2 separate regions of the Anas platyrhynchos genome follow, and region 2 is linked to region 1. A link is a contact called in public Hi-C data. All regions are on one chromosome and are shown on one strand. The core of a region is the stretch at or near the end of the contact, and the rest is flanking DNA. Distances in the headings are between cores, read along the strand shown. Region 1 overlaps MYO1D (myosin ID). Region 2 holds the start of CDK5R1 (cyclin dependent kinase 5 regulatory subunit 1).

Evidence for each region. A called contact is a pair of places that touch in the nucleus more often than the background predicts.
Region 2: a Hi-C map of subcutaneous adipose tissue shows a contact between it and region 1, with 2.7 times the contacts expected there. The contact joins the promoter of CDK5R1 here to the enhancer-like site in region 1. A contact is called at or near these places in 4 of 8 Hi-C or Micro-C datasets (liver, skeletal muscle and subcutaneous adipose tissue).

Annotation. Positions count from the first base shown.
Region 1 is chr28:6,110,374-6,113,836 of IASCAAS_PekinDuck_T2T, reverse strand. MYO1D (myosin ID) reads right to left here. Exons shown (of 22, transcript XM_027445220.3): 9 at 3,010-3,155; 10 at 2,803-2,917; 11 at 1,921-2,091. Among named protein-coding and RNA genes, the nearest start is that of MYO1D, 46 kb to the right of the region's middle. Within about 2 kb of position 1,581, at least 2 of the 8 cell types and tissues checked have an H3K27ac peak or open chromatin away from gene starts, as enhancers often do.
Region 2 is chr28:6,224,048-6,227,510 of IASCAAS_PekinDuck_T2T, reverse strand. CDK5R1 (cyclin dependent kinase 5 regulatory subunit 1) reads left to right here and starts at 1,824. Exons shown (of 1, transcript XM_027445222.3): 1 at 1,824-3,463. The coding sequence starts at 1,947. The coding sequence ends at 2,837.

The sequences.
Region 1 (3,463 bases), core at 332-2,831:
GAGCAGTTCCCATAACATATCAGCACATGTACTTTAACTCTTTAGGAAAAGCTTTGATCTACACTCAGCTTCATAGTATCTGGACAGATCTACCGCAGATGATGAAAGATTATGAAGTGAAATCAAGTCCTTTGTTTTAATACAGCTAGAAGAGGCTAGCTTAGAGGGCTCAGATTTCTTACAGCACTTCTAGATGAGATAAGGGCTCAATGAACATGATATCTGAGATAATCTAAAGGACATCTGCAAAGACATGAGAGAGGGGGAAAGATAATCATGATGCTGAGAATTTTACAGGTCAATTTTTTCAAGGCTATATTGATTTAAACTAGAAATTAGCAAGCCAGGAAGATACATCGTATCCACCATAAACATTATTTAAAACAGTATTCCTCATTTCCCTTCAAATCTGTGCAGTTTTCTGACAATGCCACCCCCTACTGAGGAATACTGCAATTGGAGATATATATATATACACACACACTTTTTTTTTGTTGTTTCCCACACTCTGAAGGGACTTGTGAAGGTAAGGACTTGAGCAGATTCTTTTTTTTAATTTTCATTTTATAACCTGCCACATGCTTTATGAAATTCAGTCCTCTTTCCCCATGGTATCCATGCAGCACCTACTCTCTCTGTGATGGAACCACTCCACCTTAGCAGATATAGTACCAATGACAGAACAGAAACTGAAGTCCTCTACCAGTCCTCTACCTAGTAACTAGGCAGCTCCAGAACTGGACCACTGCCCGCACTGTCCCATTGCAGAGGATTTAAGAATCCATTCCCCCAGGCTTCACTGTTCACAACTGTTAGTACTACCAAAGCAAGCAATTTGCACTAAAATATAGACACCCGAACTAGGCTTCATGAAAACGCTTGATCTCATGTGAGTCTACTCAGAATGTGTTATGGTTAACACATCTGCTGCTTAAGCACATAAAATCGAGGCTAACACAGAAAGCAAGATTCTCCCTCAGCTAAAATGCATGTGGCAGACGAGATGACAGGTGTGCCACAGCTAAAGTGCACATAAGGAAAACCACATCTGGAAGAAAAACTGATTTTATTTTCTTCCTAGCCTCTGCTCAAACAAGCCACAGCCAGATCTATTGTTTATATTCAGCCTCCCTGGAGGCAGTCTTTAGCACATATCTTATACAACGATGCTAATTTTATATTTCTGACCTACATAAAACAGTATGCTGGGGTGGGAGGGAGAAGGGGGGAACCAGCATTCGGAATGACATATTCCAAACAATGTTTCTTAGCAGACAGACATCAATAAACTGAAATTTATTTCATAAATGAAATTTGGTGTGAAGGATTCTCAAATTAATCAGGCTGGTGACCATGTTTTCGTTATGCTGCCAAGTGAGGAATAAAGCCTTTTAATTCATACATTGTACCAAAAACAAAGCAAGTCAAGTGGCCTGGAAGATCATAGGTACAACTGGAGATGAACATGTTTTGTAGCCAATGACGATGAAAAAACAACCCACAGTGCTGTAATAAAGCAGAAGTGTGAATAATTTCACCGTCACTATGTATTACAGCAGCCTGGGAAGAAAGCCACGTGAGCCAAAACCGTGCCTCAATTGGTTACAGATGACATCATGGTATGTCAAAGCACAAGCTCCTGCTTCTTTTATGCTCTGAATAAAATTGATCTCACATTGGACATACTTGAGCTCCCTCTACCGGCTATAAAGCCATAGGAGGTGCCTTACCCAGACCCAGACCAGATGGCCTATTTCTGTAGTTAAAAGCTGCAGTTGCTCTTAGGCATTTCATTTCATACTCTATGGCAACAGTTTGAACCTCAGACATTCTTCAAATCTTTTTCCTTATTCTGTTAGGTCTAAATAATGGAAAAAGCATCACATAGGGTAAGAAACAAGATACAGAAGAGTACATTACCTTTCTGCTGGAGAAGTGTGCGTGCTTCCCTAGCTTGTTATTAAGAGCCTCAAGGAACATCTCATCTGTAACTTTTCCAACATTCATGCAGGCATCGTCCAGAATGGCAATGATCCCTTTGTGCTGCTGCTCTACCAGGTCGACAATGACCTGATTGTTAAAGTAATCAATCTGAAGAAGAAAAAAAAAAACAAACACAAAAACAAATGAACACGTATACTTGTGACTTTGGCTAGTAAAAGAGAAGTGCACCAGTGTTAGTCACTGATTGAACTGCACCATTTGTCTGACAGAGGGATCGGACACCAATCACAGGTGAAACAATCAGCTTCCAATATGCAGAATACTAACTCAAAACTAAGTAGGCTATTCTTCTGCCACTAAAGAGAGGTGGTAATCTTCACATGCCTCACATTAATTTTGTGACATCTCCTAAAAATCAACTGCTACATAATGCACTTTAAAATGTTTTTAAAAATTCATCTGCAAACAGTTAAAGTGATAAAAGCTGGGCATCCAATCCTTTGCATCATGAAAGGAATTTGAACAGAATGCCCAGAATTTTTCTACCCAAATATCTACAACTATACAAAATACGTAAGTGTTCAGATTAGGAACTCAGCCACAGAGATGCCATGAGAAATTTAAACACAGATCCAGAATCAACTGTTTTCCAAAACCATAAAAATAGGTTGCAAGATAACGGGTTATCTTTTTCCACAGTCTGATTTCCAGACAGCAAGCCTGATAGTACAATTGGCATGGACACAGATGTCCCATTGACTTGAACAGGAGCTTACTCATTGACCAACTTTACATGTGTGACCTATGCTGCTCGACTGACCTCAAACCAACCTCTCCCTCCCCTGCCAAATCACTCACATGCTTCCAGGGAATTCCCTCTCGCTGGTACTCTTCCTGCTCCTGCTTCAGAACTAGCTGAATAAAGAGCTGCTGTAGCTTTTCATTGCAGTAATTAATGCAAAATTGCTCAAAACTGCAAAAACATAAGGAAAAAAAAGAAGGTGGTGAGTTTTCTCACTTGGGAAAGGAGAAGGCACAGCACTGTGCTTTAACAGTATGTCTCACCTGTTGTTGTCAAATATTTCAAAGCCATAAATATCCAGGACACCAATGACTGTGTTTTTGCCATGTATTGTAGTGTCGTAGTTCTTCACTTCGATCACATCATTGATGTGCGTCACAATCCAACAAAAGAGGCGCTCGTATATAGCCTGCCAGGAAACAAACACTGAGCCATTTTGCCTTCATCTGTCTCTGTTCTTTCTGTTAAGTACAAAATACGTTGCTACAAAGTTTAATTCAAGATGCTGCCCAAACTAAACAAAAAACACAGATAAATTTCTGTTAAAATTGAACAATCATTGATAAGAAGATTATATAAAAATATTTCTCTTTCTTCTAAATCTCATTTAGCTGAAGTCTAAATCTTGGAAAAGTCACCAAGAATGGAGGTTACCCCATTTGATTCCAGTCTGCTTTTCATCTGTCTAATAACTTCCACACCTGTGAACTATTTAAC
Region 2 (3,463 bases), core at 575-3,074, 110 kb before region 1:
CTCTCGGGTGAAGGAAGCTGGGCGTCTTCACTTTCTCCCTGTAAAATGTTTTGGAGCCCTTCTTCAGCTCTCACGCTTGAGCCGGGGTGCTGGCGTGCTGCTCACCCCCCAGGGGCTCGCTGTCAGCTGTGGCCTTGGACCGCGCAGTGTCAGGATGTTCCCCTGGTCCCACAGCCCCCACATGCCTCGTGCTGCTGCAGGACTGGTGCTCCTAGGCAGGAAAATGCAAAGGACCTAACTCCTGGTGTTGCCTAAGGCGTGGGGGGAATGTGTTCCTGGATTTCTTGGTAGGTGTTGTTTTTTTGTTTGTTTTTTTTAACTATAAATATCTCATAAGGTATTTCCCAAAAGCTGCTCTGGCCAGTTCACTGTAATGCCACTGAAGTGGCGTTTTCCCCTGGGGGTTCTTAGCTGTGGATGTGACTTGCTGATTTAGGTTGCTGATTGTAGGTGAATGAGGGGAAATTCATTCATGGAGCCTGTGTGTGTGCGGTGCTTATGTGCACAAACAAGGTGCTGAGGTGAAGACAGCACAAAAAGGTGGAGATCTTGCATGTGTCCTCAGCGAGGGCGCTGTCCAGCTCTGGCCATCATCTAAAGGGTGAGGGAAGACCAAACCAGCAGCTAGAGAGCAGACAGGAGGAGCATGGCAAGGGGTTTGGGGCATGTGGCTGTGGGGCCGCTGTCCCGATGGCACACTCATCATTCCAGCTCTCCGAGGGAAGCTGGGCTTTACTAGGCATCCGCGCACCTGCCTTCCGTGTCCAACCCTATTAAAACTGGGGCCAAATGATCTCAAAGGTTAAGCCTTGTTAAACCCTTTTAGCTTAGCCTTCACAGGCTTGACTTAAAAACCAGGCTTTCACATGAAGGTGTGTTTCATGCTGCAGGGCTTCGGGTGATGTTTTTAACAGCCGGGGGCTTTCCTGGTAAGAGCAGTGCCCCTGGGCCTGGCCCTGCACAGCCCCAGTGCCCCTCTGCTGCAGGAATCCTCTGCAGCTGGCTGCGGGGATGGGAGGGCAGGAGCCCACCAGGGACCAGCTCCTCGTGGATTTCCTCGTTCCTGTGCAGAGGGGGGTGTGTGGGGCCTGGCTGCAGCACCGTTGCTCTCTGGCCTGGGGCCTCGCTGCGGGTGCAGCTTTTCCAGCCCCGCCCGGCATCCTGAGCTGCTGCACGGGGATCCCAGGTGCGACCCTCGTGCTGTGAGCTGCGGCCGTGGGGCTCCGGGTGTTGGAAAAACCCGGGGTGCTGGGGGGGGGAGCAGCTGGGGGGGTCTCAGGGCCTTGCTGCCTGCTCGGCACCGCCCAGCTCCGGCCCCGCCACCGGCAGCAGCAGCGGGGCCGGGGCCTCGACCTCGTTTTTTTTCCGTGCCCTCAGCCCCAGGTGCGGGGTTCGGGGGCCGCTCACCCCGTCCCTCCCGGGGCGCGGTGACAGCGGCTGCGCTGCCCCGGCACCGCCTGCGGGCGTCGCTGCGGGGCCGGCCCCGAGCTGCGCCCGGTGCTGGCGGCGGCGTTACCGGGCGGGGCGCTGGGCGCGGCCCCGGGCCCGTTCCCCCGGGTTCCCCCCCCCGATCCCGGGGTCCCCCCGGGGCTCCTCCCCCGGCTCCCCCCGTTCTCGCCGCCCCCCCCCCCCGGTGGCCGCACGTGGCGCGGCGGCGCCGAGGGGGCGCGGCCGGGGGCGTGGCCTCGGGCTGGGTGGGCGGGGCCTCCCCGCCCCTTTTCCCGCCGGCGCGGCGGGCGCACGTGGCGGCGGCGGGGCGGGGCGGCGGGGCGGGGCGGCGGGGGCGCGCACTGCGCCGGCGGGAGCGCGCGCGGCGGCGGGGCGGGGCGAGGCGCGGCGCTGAGCGGCGGCGGCGGCGGAGCGGGCAGCGAGCGCGGGGCCGCGCCGGGGCCGGGGCCGGGGCCGGGGCCGGGGCGGGCGGCGGGCCCCGCCGGGCGGCCGGCGCCATGGGCACGGTGCTGTCGCTGTCGCCGAGCTACCGGAAGGCCCCGCTGTTCGAGGAGGGGGCGGCCACGGTGGGGCACTACACGGCGGTGCAGAACAGCAAGAACGCGAAGGAGAAGGGCCTGAAGCGGCACTCGCTCATCTCCGTGCTGCCCTGGAAGCGCATCGCCGCCGTCTCGGCCAAGAAGAAGAGCTCCAAGAAGGTGCAGCCCAACGGCGGCTACCAGAGCAACGTCACCCACCTGAACAACGAGAACCTGAAGAAGTCTCTCTCCTGCGCCAACCTCGCCACCTTCGCCCCGCCGCCCCCCGCCGCCGCCGCCGCCGCCGCCCTCGCCTCGGCGCAGAAAGCCCCCGCGGCCGCGCCCGCCGCCGCCGCCACCCCGCGCCGCGTCGTGGTGCAGGCGTCCACCAGCGAGCTGCTGCGCTGCCTGGGCGAGTTCCTGTGCCGCCGCTGCTACCGCCTGAAGCACCTCTCGCCCACCGACCCCGTGCTCTGGCTGCGCTCCGTGGACCGCTCGCTGCTGCTGCAGGGCTGGCAGGACCAGGGCTTCATCACGCCGGCCAACGTGGTCTTCCTCTACATGCTGTGCCGGGACGTCATCTCGGCCGAGGTGGCCAGCGACCACGAACTGCAGGCAGTGCTGCTCACCTGCCTGTACCTCTCCTACTCCTACATGGGCAACGAGATCTCCTACCCGCTCAAGCCCTTCCTGGTGGAGAGCTGTAAGGAGGCCTTCTGGGACCGCTGCCTCTCCATCATCGACCTCATGAGCCCCAAGATGCTGCAGGTCAACGCCGACCCGCACTTCTTCACGCAGGTCTTCGCCGACCTCAAGAAGGAGAGCGGCGCCGAGGAGAAGGGCCGCCTGCTCATCGGCCTCGACCGGTGAGCGCCGCCGCCGCCGCCGCCTCGCCCCCGGGGCTGCCCCCCCCCGACCCCCCTCCGATCCGGGACCGGGGACCCCCCCCGACCCCCTCCCCAGCCCAGCAAAGCGGCGGCGGAGCGGAAACCTCGCCCCTCCCCCCCCATCTCCTTCTCCATCATCCCCCTCCCCAATATTCCCGTCCTCCGGGGCTGGCTCAGCTCGGCTGCAGCGAAACCGGGTGGGGAAAAAAAAAAAAAAAGCAAAAAGAAGGAAAAAAAAAAGAAAAAAAAAAAAGCCCAGAGGCTTGCGGCGGCGGGGGAGGGGGGGGCGCCCGGGGGGAGCGGGGCAGCCCCGGTCTGGCCCGGCCCCGGCGACAGCGCGGCCGAGACAAAGAGCAGGTAGGGGGGAAAATGGGATAAAAAAACAAAAAATTTCAAAAAAAAAAAAAGGAAAAAGGGCAAAAAAAGCGACCCCTGCGGGCCCCGCCGGCTGCGGGGGGGCGGCCGCCAGCGGGAGCCCGGCTCCGGTGCGGGAGCTGCGGGCGCGGATGGGATCGGAACGGATCGAAATGGATCGGATCGGAACGGATCGGATCGGATCCGAAAGGAACGGATCGGAACGGAACGAAGCTGTGAAGGGCCGGGCCGGGC